2 separate regions of the Zea mays genome follow, and region 2 is linked to region 1. Evidence: chromatin contacts called from public Hi-C data. All regions are on one chromosome and are shown on one strand. Each heading gives the region's core, a stretch centred on a gene start, on an enhancer-like site or on the middle of the called end of the contact. The rest is flanking DNA. Distances are from core to core; before and after follow the strand shown. Region 1 holds the start of LOC103638686. Region 2 holds the start of LOC100277310.

Evidence for each region. Hi-C and Micro-C count contacts between places; a contact is called where the count stands out from the background.
Region 2: a Hi-C map of leaf shows a contact between it and region 1, with 8 times the contacts expected there. The contact joins the promoter of LOC100277310 here to the promoter of LOC103638686 in region 1. A contact is called at or near these places in 14 of 25 Hi-C or Micro-C datasets (bundle sheath, ear, endosperm and 3 more) and 2 of 3 datasets of contacts at active chromatin or transcription factors (leaf and seedling).

Annotation. Positions count from the first base shown.
Region 1 is chr9:95,147,607-95,150,933 of Zm-B73-REFERENCE-NAM-5.0, forward strand. LOC103638686 reads right to left here and starts at 2,042. Exons shown (of 3, transcript XM_008661527.4): 1 at 1,640-2,042; 2 at 1,200-1,548; 3 at 484-1,073. The coding sequence starts at 1,774. The coding sequence ends at 835.
Region 2 is chr9:95,300,484-95,303,655 of Zm-B73-REFERENCE-NAM-5.0, forward strand. It overlaps LOC100277310, which reads left to right and starts at 1,569. Exons shown (of 5, transcript NM_001407256.1): 1 at 1,569-1,772; 2 at 2,408-2,661. The coding sequence starts at 1,714.

The DNA.
Region 1 (3,327 bases), core at 792-3,291:
ACCCATCCAATTCCGACGCGAAACTTGCAGCCATGCGTGCGTCGTGATTGGTTTGGTAGGTTGAGCAAACACATGGCCGGGGAGGGACCATGCGAGAGCGAGACGCGCGCGCTCCTGTGCATGTGCATGCTGAGCTGAGCGCTACTATACAATACTCATGCGCGCACGAGCGGCGTGGGAGTGAGTGAGGGGACCGGGGCCGTCTCACTGGACCGGTGGAGTACGCTTCCTATCCCGATCGCCCCCCGTCCGCCCGCCGCCGCGCTCGAGCTCCCACAGCCAGCCATGAGTCCGGACGGGGACCCCTACTCCACCCGCGGTTATCTCTCTCCTTCCGCATAAACAAAATGCAAAGCTGCAGTGCCGGACATGTTGCGCAAGCGCGCAGTAGAAACCGCGCCGGCACCTCGTCAGTCGCGGAGAAAACCGAAAAGATCTAGCTATCCGCCAAGCATGTTGCGCAAGCAGTGAAAGCAAGACGGATGGATGGAAGCGTTGACAGCGAGGAATCGTTCGCTGCTCATCACTCAGGACGTGTTAATGTACAAGAAAGAAAGGAAGAAAAGGAAGCTAACCAGCAGACAACACAGCACGTACCAAGACGCACGCGCGGACCACAAGCTCCCTCGCGGGACGGCCACTAATTAATTACAAAACTTTCCCGGCAATGGGCGAGGGAGAGAGCTAGCTAGGCCCGGATTAACTGGCCGGCGGCGCCACTAGTTGGCAGCACGCAACGTACACAAGAGATAGAGAGAGAGACACACACACACACAGATTAATGGAGTGGAGCGGGTTACGTCGGGGCCGGCACGGTGGTGCTACTGTAGCTAGCTAGTAGGAGCAGGCGACCCTGAGCATGGAGCGGCCGCGGAGCATGCCGCGGTACAGCGCCTCCCGGTTGGCCGGCATGGGCGTCCTGAGCGCTGCGGCGCACGACGGCTCGGCCTCCTCCCTTGGCGCGGCGGCGGCGGCGGAGGCGGCATTGTCCCTGCCCACGACGTCGTCCGCGAAGCGCACCCGCTTCTGGCTGCCGCGGCGCGCCATCTCCCGCTTCTTCTTCTTGCGCTTCTCTGCAACGGGAACGAGCCGCCGCCGCCGTTAAGAACATAGATTCCAGAATCAAGCAACGCACGCACGCGGCAGACAGAGCAAGGGACGAGGAAAGAAGGGGAACGGCTCGCTGCGCGCTTAATTACCGGACGAGGAGAGGCACGGGCGGAGCCGAGGGCGAGGGGACGGGGCGTCGTCGGAGGAAGAGGAGGGGAGCACCAGGCGCTGCTGCTTCGCGCGGCACAGGGAGTAGAGGACGAGCGTGCCGGAGAGCGCCATGGCGGTGGCCGCGATGGCGAGGCCCGCGTGGGAGCCGGCCGCCGAAGGCGAGGGCGAGGACGACGGCGCCATCCCGCGCGCGAGGTCCAGCCACAGAGTAGGTGAGCTAGCTCGCTCGCTCGCGCTAGGAGGAGGAGCGACAGAGTCCGCCGACCGAGACAGAGAAGCGAGCACCGTAGCAGAAGAGTCTTGCAGTGGCGCACGCAGCACGCCGCTCTATTATTTATTTATAACGGGTAACGGGTAACGGCTAAGGTCCAAGTGCAAAAGGAGGAGGAAGAGGAAGAGGGAGGACGGGCTAACCAACCGCTCGGTAGTCGGTACCATCCGTCGGTTTCCGTCCGTCCGTCCAAGCGTCCATGCTGGGTGTATTGCTTGCATTGCAATTGCATACACGCAACTGGTGCAGCCGGCCGGCACGCACGCAGACCATCCATACCATAATGGACAGCAACAAGTAGCGTCTCTCCTGTCTGTCTGCCCAAATAAAGTGTTAAATTACCCCTGGTCCGGTCCGGTCCGGTCTGGGTGGGGAAATCCATATGTGGGGCAGGGCAGCTTAGCGAATCAACAACCTGACGCTGCTGATGCTACAGGTAACGTCGCAGGCACATGTGCGCCCTAGCTTGTTGTGTGCTTATCCACTCGGAGACCGAGATCCGCACAGGAAGGAAGGAAAGGAAGGCATGCATCAGCGGCGCCATGATTGTTGCCGGGCGAGGAGGCGAACATGGCCGACCGGCGTGTCCAGCGAATGGGGCGGGCGCGGAGGAGCAGACGACGGGCACGCCGCCTGCTGTGCTGAGCAAAGCAAAAGCGCCGGGGCACGGGCACCAGCAGGCGAGCGACGCCAGCGAGGAAAACGACACCCGCCGCCCCGTGCTCTCGCTTTCTCCGCGCTCCGCAGCCCCCACCCCCACCCCCACCCGCCGTCCTCTAATGTACTATGCACTAACTACTAGCTTGCGCTGACGTGAGACGCGCGAGTGCGACGCCGGCGGGCTGACAATGGGCTGTAAATTTTGCACTATAAGATTTAAGGATCAAGTCGGATTAGGATCGGGCTTTATTTCTAGTCATTTTTGAACTATAATTTATTTAGGGCCTTGACATTTTGTGAAGAACCATATGGATCACAATCCATTACCACCCTTATCACGCCGCCCGTCCTCGATCGAGCGTACCTCAGGAGCCGTCGCTGTTGGGACACTTGTCGTCGCTGCCGTGTGGGTGGCCATCGCCACCGCCGCGGAAGGGAGGCTCCGTGTGGCCACTGTTTTCCTTAGCCCCTTTTGGTTCGTGACCACCAAAATTTGGCTGCCACGCAGAGTTTTACTAGTTTGCTACAAAAAAAACTCATCGCCGTCCCCGATATTTTTACTTCAGTTTTTTTTGCTCCAAAGTCTCAAAAATTATACGGTAACCATTTCCTACTATACATCTATTCAGACATGACACGTATCTATAATATCTATGGGGGCGCTTGGTTGCTTGTATGGTCAATCATGGCTCGTATGTGGTGAGACTCTGGTTGGACTGGGCAAGGGGCTGTTCGGTTGCTCAGGAACGGTGGCATGGAACTATTCCTGTCTGGATTGTTTACCTATTTAATATAAGATTTTATCAGACGGAATAATTCTGGGTCCAATCCTGGATAACCGAACGGGCCCTAAGTGCATACAGTGCTCTATGTGTTTGGTTATCTGTACGTGTCCAGCTTAATTCACGAGTGAGTGAATACTTGCTGCATGAGTTATAAAAATATTAAATTAATGAAAAAAATCTACTAATAGACACTAACTATTTGTTAAAATGTTTAATAGACACTAATTAAATGCTAAGAAACATTAATTATATGTTAACCTTAACCATGCATTTTTTTATTTGAAATATACATATGGTATGAGCGGACTAGTTCTGTTCGCAAAAATGTCAGGAACACAAATACGAAATCGGTTTGGTAGTTAAATCTTGTAATTAAAAGATATACTAGAA
Region 2 (3,172 bases), core at 319-2,818, 150 kb after region 1:
CCTCTCTTCGACTCTACGCCGATTAGAGAAGTCTAGGTCGGCCGGCCCGAGCCTAGACAACTCCTAGGATATCTCCTCCCGACGGGGTCCCTCCCAGGAGCGAGATCCAGGCGCCGCCGGCGATCTTCCGCCGCCCCTGCGCACGTGCGGACCGTCCGGCCCCAGGGCGCGGACCGTCCGGCCGTCAGGCAGGAGCCCTAGCCTCGCACCAGGCCATAGACCGTCCGACCCTGCGCGCGGACCGTCCGCCCCTGTGCAGAGAGCACCGCCGCGCCTCGCACCAGGCCGCGGACCGTCCGCTCCTGTGTAGAGGGCACCGCCACGGTTCTTATTGGGTGTTTGGCCCTCAAAAAGGCGTCAACAACTTGGTTATGCATGCTTATGAGATATAGGTACTTAGTGGAATTGCCACATAACATTACCAAGTTCATATCTAAGTATTGCCTACATGTGTAGCTGTTGTTGGATATTCTGCATCGAGCGACAGTGCATGGGTTAGCGCGGCAGTGTCGAACAGTTTTTTAACAACACTTTTGAGTTTTATTTTAAATATACATATTTTGATGTGTCCTTACCGTTGAGTGTTTTTTTATTAGTTCATATCATCTTGTCTCTTATATAAATTGTTATCCTAGATAGTCTTTAAGTTTTCTGCTAAAGTACTAGACTCAGCCTCATATTAAAATAATTCAATATTATCAGACCTAGTTAGCCTCTGCGCGGTAGTGTTGTGCAATTGTCCACAGTGCCACGATGCGGCAGTGCTAGGTGTCAAGCAGCGCTGCCGCTTATAGTTTTGATTGTTTTTATATCTCATTTTTTGCATTCAACTCCTCTAAACAACATCAAAGTCTTTTCACTTTTAGTACGGGAGAAGTATCTTGTACTTCTTTCTTTTCTTCCTCATTCGTAACCTACTTCTCGTTATGTTCAAACAAGGTCCAATCATGTTTATGTTTCATCTCTTACCCATTCTTCTGCTTGTCGTTCATTGATGCAGAGTCCATCAAAGCTTTTGATCCACACTGACAGACTGAAACAAACAATTTCCATCGAATGTAGACCTCCGGCCAAAAGTTTTCTTTCCAAATTGATGAATCATAATCGAGTGAAAATTAGGATTTAAGATAGATCTGTTTAAATCCATACCACTAAAGTTTAGCTAGCTAAGATTTTAAGGCTAAACTTTAGCTGGAGTATTTTGATTCTCTATAGGATAGACTCAGGTAAACTTTAGCTCGATTAAAATGGCTGTTCACACCAATATATGAATTCCCTCTTCGAAATTTCTTTATTAGTATTTACATACACGAACTGAACAGGATATTCTATGACTAAAAATAGTTTCTAATAATTCCAATACCAGAACCTATGTAACGCGGCCAGAGGAACCGTCGAATTTTCTGGGACGCGAAGCCAAGTATTTTTCGAAATGCCTCGTCCCGGCCACTCAGCATCATCATGTCAAGTGGCAGCATGGGCAGGTAACGAACGCCTCTGCCTCAGCTGAATCCTCCCTCCGGCTCCTAGTAGATTCCTAACCCCCTCCCCCAATCCCAGCCTGACACCGGTCCACGGCAGAATCCCATTCCGATTCCTCCCTCCCCGTCCCGTCTCCCCTCTCGCCCTAGGGGCCGGGGGGTTAGGGTTCGCTTCACCGCCGGCCTCTCCCTCCGACGCGGCACCGGCCCCCGCGCACCGGGCCCGGATGCTATGCTGCTGAGCTGCAGGACCCTCTCCACCTGGGTGCGCCGCCTCGTCGCTTGCATGGGGTGCGTCGTGCGTGCCTGCGCCCCGCCGCCCTGCCCTCCCCCATCCCATCCTCTCGTGATCCTCCGGCACACGTCACGGTGTAGTAGTGGCCGCGAGGCTCGTGGGGATTGGGATCCCCGCTTGCGGTAGCGAGGTCCTAGACTTCTATAGCTTCTGTTCGTGGCCCATATATGCTCGCTGCTCCCTGATTCAGACTGCGCTGTTTTCGATATTTTAGAGTGGCTATAATGATTCTGATTGGTAGGCTGGTTTCGTTTATCCATTTGGTCTCACTTTTCCTGTTGAGTCGAGCCAGTTGAGTCCGTCGCGTTCGTTGTAGTATCTTCCTGTTGTTTATTTAATCTGCCTGGTCTATTTCCGGTATAAAATAGATGCATTTTAGTCTGACTTTGGTACTAGGCCTCTGTTTGGAAAATGTTCAGTCTTTAGCTGCTGAGTTCACTGAGTGATAGTTGCTCGATATTTTACTGCAACCATCTATCCGGTCACCATCTATCGGGTCAGAAATGGTCATAACTTTGGCCTTTTCTCTTCTGTAATTTGTAATACGAGATAGAGTGCATCACAGCTTATCTGGGATCTTGAATACTGGTGCTAATCAGTCACTGGTCGATCCTGGTTTGCTACAGAGCAGAGGTTGCTTTGGATGCTGTGCTAAGCCAACTCCAATAATAGCAGTAGACGAGCCTTCCAAGCGGTTGAGGATCCAGGGGCGATCAGTAAGGAAGGCTAGCCTCTCGGAGGACTTTTGGAGCACGAGTGCGCATGAGATGGAGAACAGCGGGATCCAATCGCAGAGGAGCATGTCTTCGATCAGCACGTTGGCTCAGTCCAGCGATCAGCATACGGCAGGAAGTAGCAGCAACCCGAATGAGTTTATGAATCAAGGTGAATTCATCCATTTCGTTTCCTCTTTGCCTTATTGATCCATCCTGTTAGTGCCATATACTGTCAAATAGTTAAGTCTCTTACTGATTATTGTAGCTCCATCATGGATGTGAACGGAAACCTGAGTTTAAATGTCCAATGTTTGTGGCCTTGAATATATAGTGGTTGAGATTCTAACTTCTCAGTAAAAATTACAAACTATGATTGAGATAAGGTCTTTGCTTTATGTTCTAATCCTTATCAGTCTCAAGGTTGACATTCGATAATTATGCATACGAATTTGTGGAAAGCCAATGACGTAAACCACCAATTCAGGAAAAGCCTGTATCTTGTTGAAGACTTGAAGTACACTTCTCTGTTCTAGATGTCTTAATGTTCAAATCCTGAACAGTTTCAAATTTGGCCTGGGACGATTCTCAGATTCTGCAAATGCATCTGTGGGAACATGTTTATGTAAATCAGCAAAAACATCAATGGTGTCGGCATGATACACTTACAATATAGTTCATAG